2 separate regions of the Zea mays genome follow, and region 1 is linked to region 2. The links are chromatin contacts, called in public Hi-C maps. All regions are on one chromosome and are shown on one strand. Each heading gives the region's core, a stretch centred on a gene start, on an enhancer-like site or on the middle of the called end of the contact. The rest is flanking DNA. Distances are from core to core; before and after follow the strand shown.

The links. A called contact is a pair of places that touch in the nucleus more often than the background predicts.
Region 1: a contact with region 2 is called in a Hi-C map of leaf, with 4 times the contacts expected there. The contact joins two enhancer-like sites. A contact is called at or near these places in 2 of 25 Hi-C or Micro-C datasets (endosperm and leaf).

Annotation. Positions count from the first base shown.
Region 1 is chr7:64,223,755-64,229,996 of Zm-B73-REFERENCE-NAM-5.0, forward strand. No RefSeq gene overlaps it. Among protein-coding and RNA genes, the nearest start is that of LOC103632389, 11 kb to the left of the region's middle. Within about 2 kb of position 2,592, at least 8 of the 20 cell types and tissues checked have an H3K27ac peak or open chromatin away from gene starts, as enhancers often do. A contact at or near this core is called in endosperm and leaf, where this site is marked.
Region 2 is chr7:63,976,429-63,982,443 of Zm-B73-REFERENCE-NAM-5.0, forward strand. No RefSeq gene overlaps it. Among protein-coding and RNA genes, the nearest start is that of LOC103632389, 240 kb to the right of the region's middle. Within about 2 kb of position 2,138, at least 19 of the 20 cell types and tissues checked have an H3K27ac peak or open chromatin away from gene starts, as enhancers often do. A contact at or near this core is called in endosperm and leaf, where this site is marked.

The DNA of each region.
Region 1 (6,242 bases), core at 1,342-3,841, 250 kb after region 2:
TACCATCCCCTGCTTTGTATGAAAAGTAAGGAAATAAAAATATGATGTGTTTCCTTTTCCATTACTTACCCTAGGACCATAAATCTTGGGACGAGATTCTTTTATGGGGGGAAGGATGTAACACCCCTAGTGTTACTGGCACTAAAACTTGAGCATGACATCATGTGCATTGACATTTCATATTGTTTGTCACACCTAGAATGCATTCACTAGGTAAACATTTCAATGAAATTGTGATGAGGTGACTTGATGTGTGATTAACCCTAGGTTAGGGTACTTAACCCTAAATTGGGGCTATTGGATGAAAGTGAAGCCCAAATAAGTAATAATCTCATAAGCCTTGAGAAATGTTCATAAGGTAGCACATTTGATGTACTTTAGTGGCACAAAAAACCGAAAAGGAACTCTAAAAACCCTAATTGGAACCCTAGTGGGGTTAAATGTAAATTCTAGGCACTTTTGGACTAAAGTGCAAATATCAAAGTGATAAAACATCACAAACCAAATAACTTTCACATTGAAGGATTTTCAAGCAATGTAGAGCAATTTGGACTTCTATGCAAAAAGTACCCCATGAGCTTTATAAGGTTAAGTCTGAATTTCAGTACAATGGGGTCAATTTTGGATCTCTATATCCCTAAATCTACCAGAGTTTTTCCCTAAGTCAACATAGCAAACTTGTAGATCTAGGTAAGGAGTACAAGTTTTATTAAGTGACTAAGTATTGGTATTGTACAAAAATTGAAGATAAAAGGACTTAAAGTCGGGCTATCAGTCAGCTCTTGGACTGAAATATGGCCACGAGTGACATTGGCCGAACTTTGGGATCAAATTTGAGCAGAATCCAATGAGAATTTTACTGGAGATGCTATAACAAAATTGAATATGGATTGTAGCTCAACAACTTTGATACAGATGGATGATCAAGTTGTCACACAAATTTTGGAGCAAATCGCCCTCAATTATGCTAGGTCAGGCGCTCTGAATAAGGTTCCCATTGTATAGTAGCTGAAAAAGATCCCTAGATTCATCGCCCTTCGTCGCCGGTGATCCCGCGCCCGGATTCGCGCTGGCCGCCGCGATTCGTGCCCAGCGCAAAGTGGATAACTGAGGGGAGTAAATGATCTTAGCGCCTGGATTGGCTCGAACTCGGTCACTGTTGAGCTCACCGTACCCACTTGGTCTGCGGCTGGCCGGAATGAACTTCACGGGCATTGGCCGATTACTGCTCATGCGCCACGTGCCTGGGAGGTTTAACACGTTGCAGTGAAGCACCTTAGCAAGCCTGTCAATTGCCGGTGGCCTTGCCACGGTGAAAGCCACGGTATCACCTACTTCCTTCAAATTGGACGCCACCGCTAATGGGCGCTATAAATCAATGCCCCAGTGAGCTCCGTTAGGTTGTCACGAAGCCAGAGCACCCGCCCTTGCCTCCGATTAGCCCCCACAGCGCCCGAATTTCCTTTTTCCCCCAATTCAGTTCTTCGCGCCTTTAGTACCCAAAATTCTATTTTAGAAATTCATAAAATTCTCCAAGGTTTTTTGAAACAGAATATCTTTAATAAGAATTTTCTTACCGTTCAAGTGACATCTCCTAAATTTAATTTGTTGGCTAACAAAGATTAAATTAAAGGATCCCTATATGAATTTAGTTATTACTTTGTTGATCAATATATTTATAAGTACTCTTAATTAAAAGATATCTTGATAAAGGTTATACACTTCTTCTAAAAGATACCTATTTTTGCGAGAATCATGCATTGGGATTATTTAAATAAAATACTAAATAAAATGTTTAATTTAGAGAGCATATTGGAGTTTTGGTTGTTGCATTCGATTTTGTGAATAAAGAAAAAAATATAATTTGAATCAAATTTGAAACATTGGACGTGCAACGGAAAATAGAAATAGAAAAAAACTTGCTATATATTTGAGCAATCTCTTGTAACAGCCAACCACATGCACTTGCCATCGTATTGTTTTTTAGTCTTTCTTTATTCCTATGGCCGAGAACTTCATCCAGGCACGATGGGATCGTAACCACCACGCCTGATGTTCTTCACCATATCCTCTGCTATGTAGGGCTACAATACCAGTAAAATGCTCTCCCATAACCGCGCTAACAGAAATTAGTTGCGCAGCCGAGAATTTTGGGCAAAACAAAAAAAATTGTTGTGGTACTACGGCATGCAGAGGCAGGCCCTTCCATGTCGTGATATAAATATTCCCCTTGCGCACAACTTGGCCACCATGCCTATCCCATAAACACCAAGAGAGCGGAAGCTGGGGGCCTCGGGCTGGGGAGATGGGAGAGAAAACTTGGAGCCACCAGGAAGATAGTCGCGCTTGATGTGCTCCTGGGCATCTGCTTCGGGGTTCGGATGATCATCCGATCTTTTGTATAACTGTCGTATTCTTCTCTATAGACGCGTTTATGGTAGATCGTTTGATGGCCGCTGCCATCATGGTCTGGTGTCCGGTGGGGGAAGAAGAAGAAGCTCGCGAACCATTGGATCGTGATGAACGACGTAGATTAGAACGCAGCGTCCCCCTTTGGTAGGATCAATCTGGGTCATCCATGTTGTGTCCAACGTGGTAGATTAGATAAGCCCTTCATTGAATATTCATCGTCGATCTCGGATCGGTTGGGTAGTGATGCATACCGGTTCAGGCGAGGGAAAGATTTAATCTGAGCCCTTGTTTTCTGATCGGACGACTCTACCCACGCGACACCCCTTCGGCGCACTAGTTTTACACAAGAGACCCTATAGAATTTCTTATTAAACCCGCCATCCACCAGGGAGGTAACCTGAGTCTGCCAGATTTTTGCAAGTTTAACCCTGAGTTTGTCTGTAATAATGTGCGTGACCCAGGATCAGAGAAATCTGATATTTAAATATAGAAATTGATTTTTAATACACAAATAAATTCAGAAACTTGTGTAATTCATATTTAATTCATTTTAGCTCCAAAGTGATCCATTCCAGTTGCAATAATTTTGTTTTAATATTTTTTATCATCTAGTATCTTTGTTTAGCCATGAAACTTGAATTAAAATTATACACTTGAATTACTCTATTCTAGGTACCAAATAACTTCAGAAAATCATAATTAATTCATTTTAATTCCGTTTTGGTACGTTCAAGTTGCGTTATCTTCATAATAATATTGCCTACACTTTGGTAACCTTAGTTTATCATGAGACATGTTGTAAATAATTAATTTGTTTATCTTATGTTAATTGGATTAATCTATGTCTATTGGATTAACTTCTTTAATATTAATATAGTATTCTGATCTTACGGTTATAATTTGACTGGATGATATTTAATCAAATAATGACTTAGATTAAAGTTGAGATAATTATTATAGAATAATATCTCATATGGTTTATACCAACCAATTTATAATATAGTTTAATATTTTAATCACACAGATCTTCTATAAAATCATAACTCCTTAATCGTAACTCTGATCTTAGTGGTTCTCGTTCTCACGATCTCGTAGCAACGCGTAGATCATTATCATGCAGTATGTTCTTATGTTTGGTGTGATGTTAATTTTGTCTATACCATGTCTGATTGTATTGCTACGACTAGCAGTGTGTGATACCCATATTATAAGACTTATAAAAGAGTTGATCTCTTTATGTGATTTGCCATCTACTTCTTGAGACATGTGACTAAACCTAATTAAAAGAGAATAATTCTTTACTAAAACAAAAAAAGAAAGAAAAGCCATGCATCATGTTGGAGTTTTGTTTGTACATTTAATAATAACAACAATAATAATAATAAAAATATAATAAAAAGTTGGAGATTTGGATTAAAACCCAAATTAGAATTTGGATTTTAAGAGAAGAAATACTATAAATTACAAAATAAATTTATGATGGCATGTTTAAAATTTAATAATTAATTTGAGTACAAATTCGATACAAAAAAATTGAATTCAAATTTCATATTTGAAATAAAAAGGGAAAAGAAAACAGAAAAGAAAAGAAAAAAAAAGAAAATGGAAAATAGATACTGGGCTCAATCCTCTGCCTCGGCCCAATACCCTTTTCTTCCCCCGCGCTTGACCGGCCCAACCGCGCGCATCCGCCCTCACGGCCACTACCAGCGGGGCCCTCGGGTCGGTCACATTCGCGGCGCACTCGCTGGCGCGTGGGGCCCATTAGTCATCGTGCTCACGGCGCGCGAGTTCCGCATGAAGCTAGTCTCCGTTCTTCCGAACCCGCCGCGACCGCAACTGCTTCTCCGGACTCCCTAAGCATCAGCTGGTCCTTTCAGTCGTGGCTCCGTGCGTACAAATAGTGTCGGGAAGCCTCGGTCGCGCGCACCAACGCCTTCGCCATCACCCTGCGAGAAATCCGTAAGGAGTGCAACCCTCGGTGAGACTTGTCGTCGTCGTTCATTTCAACCTTCACGGCAGGCTGGGCTCTGCGGCGGGTGCAGGGCGTGTCGCCAGGAGTCATGGGACACGTCCGTAGACCACTGAGGTCGGAGCATAAGGCGGGGTTGCCGGAATTGCTCGACGGACCTCCTCCTCCGCCAACCTACCAAGTGTCACCGCAGGCTGCATCCTCGCCACTGCAATCTTGGGTAAGACTCAGCTCAATTAGTTCGTTGCATGCCCTAGATCATTTTGCACCCGGTAGTGTTGGTATACAAACCCCGGGTCGTTCCGTCGTGTGTCGCCGGCGAGTGCTCCGCCGCGGCGTGGATAGCGCCACCGTGTTTGAGTCGCGGAACGCTGGCGCCGTTAGATTCTCGGTGAACGGCGCAGATTTGCTCCTGGTATAGCGCTTAGGTAGGCGGTATCTAAACCGTTAAGATCCGATATGATGGACCAAGGCAGTCTCGGGTCGGATGTGATCTACACCGTAGATTTTGGATCCCGGGGTCGACGTCGCATACCGATTCATAAAGTTCTCGATCTAATCTCGAGCGTCCATGTTCAATCGTGCGGCCCATATTAGATCATACCCCTTCGGATTGGGACATTTACAAAAGAAACCCCAGAGAGTAACAAAATTAACCTGCCATCCACATTGAAGGTAGTCTGAGTCTGCGGGGTTTTTGCGCTTAGGTCCCTACACTCTTTAGACATCTGGTGCGTAGTCTAGAGCCAGGTGAAAATGGGATAAAGGAATATAGGAAATGAATTTTAATATAAAAATAATTCCAGAACAGTGTTTAATCACTAGAAAATTCATATTAGCTCCTTTTTAGTCCATTCTAGTTCCTATAATTTGGTAGTAATATTGCATATCACTGAGTAACACTGTTCTAGCATGAAAACCATATTAAAAATTATCACACAATTATTTTTGTACCAAACACAAAAGAACTTCAGAAAATCATAACTTAATAACCGTAACTCCGATCTTAGTAGTTCTCAATCCCACGATCTCATAGAAACACGTAGATTACTATTATTCAGTTTGTTCTTATGTTTGGTGTGATGTTAATTTTGTCTATACCATGTTTGTTTGTATTGCTACGACTAGCAGTGAGGTCACGAGGATCTGAACAATCACCCTGGTAACTGGAATCTCAAGTGCCAGGCAAGTTGTGCCCTTGATCACTTTTGTTTTCCCAATAGTATTCTTTATTATCACTATTCAATGCATAGGTTTAATTTTGATGGGACCCTATAGGTCACCCTAGTCTGTTTATCCTGATTACCTTGTTTACCCCTGAATCACTTGGGTAGTTTTGCTATTGCTTTACATGGTTTTGGGATAATCTTTCATTATATCCATGTTCCAATTATTTTGTTATTCTATTTATGTTCATGTCAAGATCATTAATGTTAATTGGAACATGGAGCTTAACTTGAGAAACACGTGCCACCACAAGGGTTTAATGGGACGCCCTTGGCCAACTAACTAGGAAAGCTAGTGGAAGACTACCTTACCCGAAAGGGGCAAGGGCAGTAGGGGATTGCATGCAAGGTGGTTCTTGGGTTGATTTTGCTGCGATTGCGGTCAGACGGGGGATTCTTGCAAGTGCTCTTCCCATAAACTGTAGCGGGTTTTCGGAAGCTAGTGGAACTTTGTAAAGGCCTCGTAGTGGATCCCTAGCCATTCACCTTGGTAGTGTCTAAGGGCCTAGCTAACCCTGGCGACATGGGATACACGACTTGTAGGTATAGGGTACAACCTCTGCAGAGTGTAAAACTGGTATACTAGTCGTGCTCGCGGTCATGAGCAGCTCAGGACTCTCTGATGATTAATT
Region 2 (6,015 bases), core at 888-3,387:
CAATGGCAGGGTTTTGTCACGTCTGGCTTCGAGTTTCGATGCCATCTTCTGACAGGGGTTAGGTTGGGTAATTAGTCACGACTTTGTCAATTGGGCCAAGGGGTTTTGCGTTTTAGAACTTGGTGAACACCCCTGATCCTTGCGAGAGGGCTGGATTTCAGAACTCTGAAATCCTGGTTTTTATTTGAAGCTCCCATTTGAGTGGCTTGTTTGGGGATTTGGCATGATTTTTTTGAGAAAACTCTCTGACTATTTTTTGTATGTTACTAAGTGTGTTATAACTTTTATAATTGGTCCAGGTCATGACAATGTGATTTGCTTGGTCCTTTCACTGAGTTTTTCTCTAGTGCACTAATGTACTAAAAAGGGATTCTAGGGTTGTAGCTCTTCACCATCTTCCCTAGCCTGATATGGTTAAGGTATGATCTCTAGGGTGATAAATACTTTATCAAGGCTTGGCTCCTCAAGTTTGGTGCCTTAAGCTCCAACTAAACCACATGTTATAATAGGTCACAAATGTGGGTACTGAGGAGAAACCCTGAGTAACACCTGGGGTGTTACACAGCTTTGAATTGATTTGGGTACTAATCAACTCAAAGGTCTTCATAATGTGTTTTCGAGTTTAACTTTTGCTTCATCTTTGTGTCCATTTGGGTGCACCGCAGCCCCCGAACTTTGAACTGATTTGAGTATCAATCAACTCAAAGGTTGTAACACCCTGAATTTGGGGGTATAAAATTTCTTTCTAATTACCAACCAAATTCAGGTGTTACTCTTCTCTCTCTCTAGTTCCTCTGTCTCTCTCTCTTTCTTTTGGGTACATTTAGCTTAATTAGTGAGGGACTAATTATTTTATTTTGTCAAAACAATATGAGTCATGAAAAGTTGCATCATGCTGAGCTCCAAATATTCTTTGAATTGTTACACATGTTTGATTTTGTTTGAATTTGAAACTTGATTTGAATTTGAAATGAAAACCCTAGAGAAAATAAATACAAAAGCACATAGAAATTCCCTGGAAAATGGAAAAGCCATTTCAGCCCAAGTCGGCCCACCAGGCCCAACCCCGTGCGCGCGCCCTTGGGCCCTGACAGGCGGACCCCACATGTTAGCGCCAGCCTGCGCGCCCCTTCTCTCCCTCTCTCCATCTCGCTGCTCTGTGGGGCTGGCCTATCGGCGCCGTTTCTTTTCGCACGCACTCGCTCTCTCTCTCTCTCTGCCCCGCGGCCCCCACCCATGAACCGTCCCTAACCTAACGCCCACGTCCCCGCCGTGGACGCGCCCACGTCCGCGTTCTTCGGCCACCACCGCACGCCCTCGCCCCTTTAGAGCCCGCGCCCCGCTCGCCCACTTCCCCCTGCTCACTTGCACCCTCAGTCGAGTTCTCTCGCCCCCTCTCTTGCCATGCGCACGCAACTAGGCAGCTCCGCCGCCGCTCACCGAAGCCCGCCGCCCGTTCCACGGCCACCGTCGCATCCGTTGCCCCGGTGAGTTCCGCCTCGCCGTTAGCAACTCGGGACACCCCTTGGTTCGCCTTCTTCCCCTCTGGTTTGACTGGTCCGCGCTCACCGGAGTGTTTTCCCGTGCAGCCGGAGTCCACCGCTGTAACACCTCAAAAGTCTTATTGTGGAAATTAGATAATTTCTATGAAATATTTGGATTAAAGATGGTTTGTCCTTGAAACTATTTTCCTGAAACCAACTAAATGAAAAATAAAATAAAATATTAACTATGTGTTTAAATCATATTAAACATAAGTTATAGGAGGAAGTAGTTTCATTATTTGTATTTAGGAATTGTATGGGAGATTAGGTGGTTTCAAATAAAATTGAAAAGTTGTTTGAATTTTAGGAAGCATGAACAATGCATTCGAAATTAAACTAAGAATTAAAAGAATAAAATGAACCTTGCATTGCATGCTGGTAAATCTCTTTGTTTGTTCATTTTAAATAAATTTTGAAATTCAAAGACCTGATTCGAATTGGGATTCAAATTTGAATTAAAAATATAAAGGAAAGGAATAGATGAAGAAAAAGAGAAACTCACTGCCTAGGCCAAAACCACTGAACCAGCCCAGGCTATACTATACGCGGCCCAGCTAACAATTGTGTGGTGTCCCACTGGTGGGCCAGGCCCCACACTCCAGTCAGACACTTTCCCCGCCCTAGCTCTATTACAGAGATGCCAAACTCGCCGTCCGTGAGTCTCTGGTTCCGATCCCGTCGCTCCGTCGCAAGCCGCTGGGGTCATCACGAGTTTGTAGGATCCGTTCTTCTATTCCGCAAGCGTTTGGACTCCTTCTCAGAGTATATAGGTGACGTAGGGGCGCATCTCGTCAAACCATGGATGCCATCATTTAAGAAATTTGCCGCTTGATGTGTGGATCCGCCGTGGCTGCCGTCAGGCATAGACACCAAGAACCGGACCTCGGTGGTGGATCATCGGGGTCGCGGAGGTCTACTGGATGGGGTCTAGAAGTATCCGGGCAAGTCGTCTCTGGGAACCCTGCTTATTGCTCGCCGATATGTTTTCAGGCGTCGCGATGCAGCTGTGTGCCGTGGCTGGGTCTCATTGCCGTCTCAATCGAGGGTAAGTCTTCTCCTCTGGTTCGCATGCGAGTCCGCTTCGTTTCAATGTCTGCTAGGGGGGAAATCGACGCTCAGGGGCGGGATGAATCGCTCACCACCGCGCGCTACCGTGGAGAGCTCGGGTGTGAGCGTGAGGTAGGAGACACACGATCACCGTAGGATCTTAATCAGAGGGCTAGGAGTAGATGGTTACATAGTTGATTTGGGTCGTTGATCCTCACATGAACCATCCAAACTAGATCGGCGATAACATTTAAGATAGGATGGTGTGGACCGTTGGATAGTGATCGGGCCGTTCTGATTTGGTTAGGGCATGGCAAGTCATCAGTCGTAGATCCCAGATCCAATGACCCTAGTTGCGTACTGGTTCGTATTGGATAAGAATCTAATCGCGACCATCTAAGGCAGATCCAACGGCTCGAGGTCGCCCGTACCCCTTCGGCCGACGACTTTGCAAAAGAAGCCCTGAACTTTACAGAATTTAACCCACAGTACTCTGCGGGATGGCCTGTGTCTTAGAACAATTTGCGTCGTAGCCCCTATGGTTTCCGTAAATAGTGCGCTCAGTCCAAAGAACAGAAAATCAAAGGAATTCATTTAGAAAATACATTTTTGTGTGAAAATAATTATAGGAACTTAATTAATTCCTAGAAAATGAATTTTAACTCCTTTTTAGTCCATTCCAGTTGCTATAATTCTATAATATTATTGTTTATCACATAGTACCTCTGTTTTGGCATAAAAACTATATTAAAACTAAACCCTTCATTAATCTTGTATTGAATACATAAAACCTTAGGAAATTCACAATTCCTCTGTTTTAACTCCGATTTGATCCGTTCAAGTTGCGTTAGTCTTGTATAAATATTTACTATGCAATAAAAACACTTATTGTACCATGTCTCATTCTTTTATGATTAGGTCTTTATTTAACTGATGTTGGTTAGTCTTGTTAATCTACTTACCATTATAATCTACTAAAATATGATCTATGGTCAATTTATAATTTTGATTAAAGTTGGATTAATTACTACTTTCGGTTACCTTTTCTCTGGAATTATAAAATAAACATAGAACCTGGTGTTAATCATTTAATCACATCATAACTTGATGACCATGACTCCGATCTTAGTAGTTCTCGATCCCACGATCTCGAAGCAACGTGTAGGTCAGTATTACACAGTTTGTTCTTATGTTTGGTGTGATGTTAATTTTTTCTATACCATGTTTGTTTGTATTGCTACGACTAGCAGTGAGGCCACGAGGATCTGAAGAATCACCCTGGTAACTGGAATCTCAAGTGCCAGGCAAGTTGTGCCCTTGATCCACTTTTGTTACCCAATAATGTTCTTTATTATCACTATTCAATGCATAGGCTTAATTTTGATGGGACCCAATAGGTCACCCTAGTATGTTTATCCATTTTACCTTGTTATCCCTAAATCACTTGGGTAGTTTTGCTATTGCTTTATATGGTTTTGGGTTCATTATATCCATGTTCCAATTATTTTGTTATTTTATTTATGTTCATGTCAAGATCATTATCTTTAATTAGAACATGGAGCTTAACTTGAGAAACACGTGCCACCACAAGGGTGGAATGGGACGCCCTTGGCTGACTAATTAGGAAAGCTAGTGGAAGACTACCTTACCCGAAAGGGGCAAGGGAAGTAGGAGAGTTGCATGCAAGGAGGTTCTCGAGTTGATTTTGCTGCAATGGCGGTCAGACGGGGGATTCTTGCAAGTGCTCTTCCCATACTGTAGCGGGTTTTTGGAAGCTACTGGAACTTTGTAAAGGCCTCGAAGTGGATCCCTAGCCATTCACCTCGGTAGTGTCTAAGGGTCTAACTAATCCTGGCGACATGGATACACGACTTGTGGGTACAGGATACAACCTCTACAGAGTGTAAAACTGGTATACTAGCCGAGCTCACGGTCATGAGCAGCTCAGGACTCTCGCATGATTAACTTATGAAACTTAAACTCAATTTGTCATATGCATTGCATGGGATTATTTGTTAGTTTTGTTCTATTATTATTTATTATGGTTTGGTATTTACTTACACTTAGTAACTGCTAATGAAATTTGACTAACTTATTAAAAGCAATGCTCAGCTTTAACCCCTATTGTTGATCACTTTACACATCACATGAACTCCCACCTTTGGCGAGTTCATGCACATTATTCCCCACAACTTGTTGAGCGATGAACATGTGTGAGCTCAGCCTTGCTGTCTCACACCCCCCATAGGAGAAGAACAGGTGGTTCAAGAGGAGCCAAATAGCGAGGAGTTTGATTCGATCTAGCTAGGTGGCGTCTCCCAGTTGACTTTCTGGCGCCAAGGATGGATTTTGGTTCGATCCATATTTATATTTTATTTTGAAAGACTTCCGCTATGTAATAAGTTCTCTGATTATATTGTGACATTTATCTCTATACACTCTGTTATTATATATGTTGTCTTCTTTGGCGCATGTATGAGATTCACCCGGCTTTGTCCCTTAATTCCAGGTGTGACAGCCGCCGTCGACCCGAGACTTCACCGCCTCCCCGTCGTCCTCCAGGTGCTCCCGGGTTCGCACTCATGGTCAGCAACCTCCCTATGCACTTAATTCGTTCGTTACTGCCCTAGTGCCCGCACAATTCCTTGCCAGAGTTGATCCGCGCCACCGTTAGCCTGCTTCGCCGTGTTCCGCGCTCTCTAGTGCCCCCGCGCTGGTATTGTGCCTAACACTCAGTTTGCAGGGTCGCCCTGATCGCACCTGAGCTATTCCCCAAGCACCTAGCGTCGTGTCGTGGCCAATCCCCTCGTCTCCGGCGAGATCCCGCCGCGAGGTCGAGCGGCGCCATCGTGCCAAGGACCCTCCATCCCGACCATGCTGACCGACGGATCTCGGACGTCCATCCAAGATCTGGTAGTCTGGGTTTAATTAAAACAGATATGATCGTCACCGTCCGATGCGAATCCAACCGCTCATCCCGGCTCCCCTCATGTCACACCTGGTTTTAAGAGACAAAGTTGGGTGCATCTCATATATGCGCCAAAGAAGACAACACATATAATACAGAGTGTATAGACATAAATATCACAATATAATCAGAGTACTTATTACATAGCGGAAGTCTCCAAATAAAATATAAATATAGATCGAACTAAAGTCCATCCTTGGCGCCATAAAGTCAATTGGGAGACGCCACCTAGATCAGATCGAACTCCTCGCTGTGTGGCTCCTCTTGAACCACCTATTCTTCTCCTATGGGGGGTGTGAGACAGCAAGGGTGAGCTCACACATGTTAATCGCTCAACAAGTTGTGGGGAATAATGTGGCATCAACTCACCAAAGGTGGGAGTTTATGTGAAGTGCAAGGCTGATCAACAAAATAAAGGTTGAAGCTGAGCATTGCTTTTATAAGTTGGTCAAAATT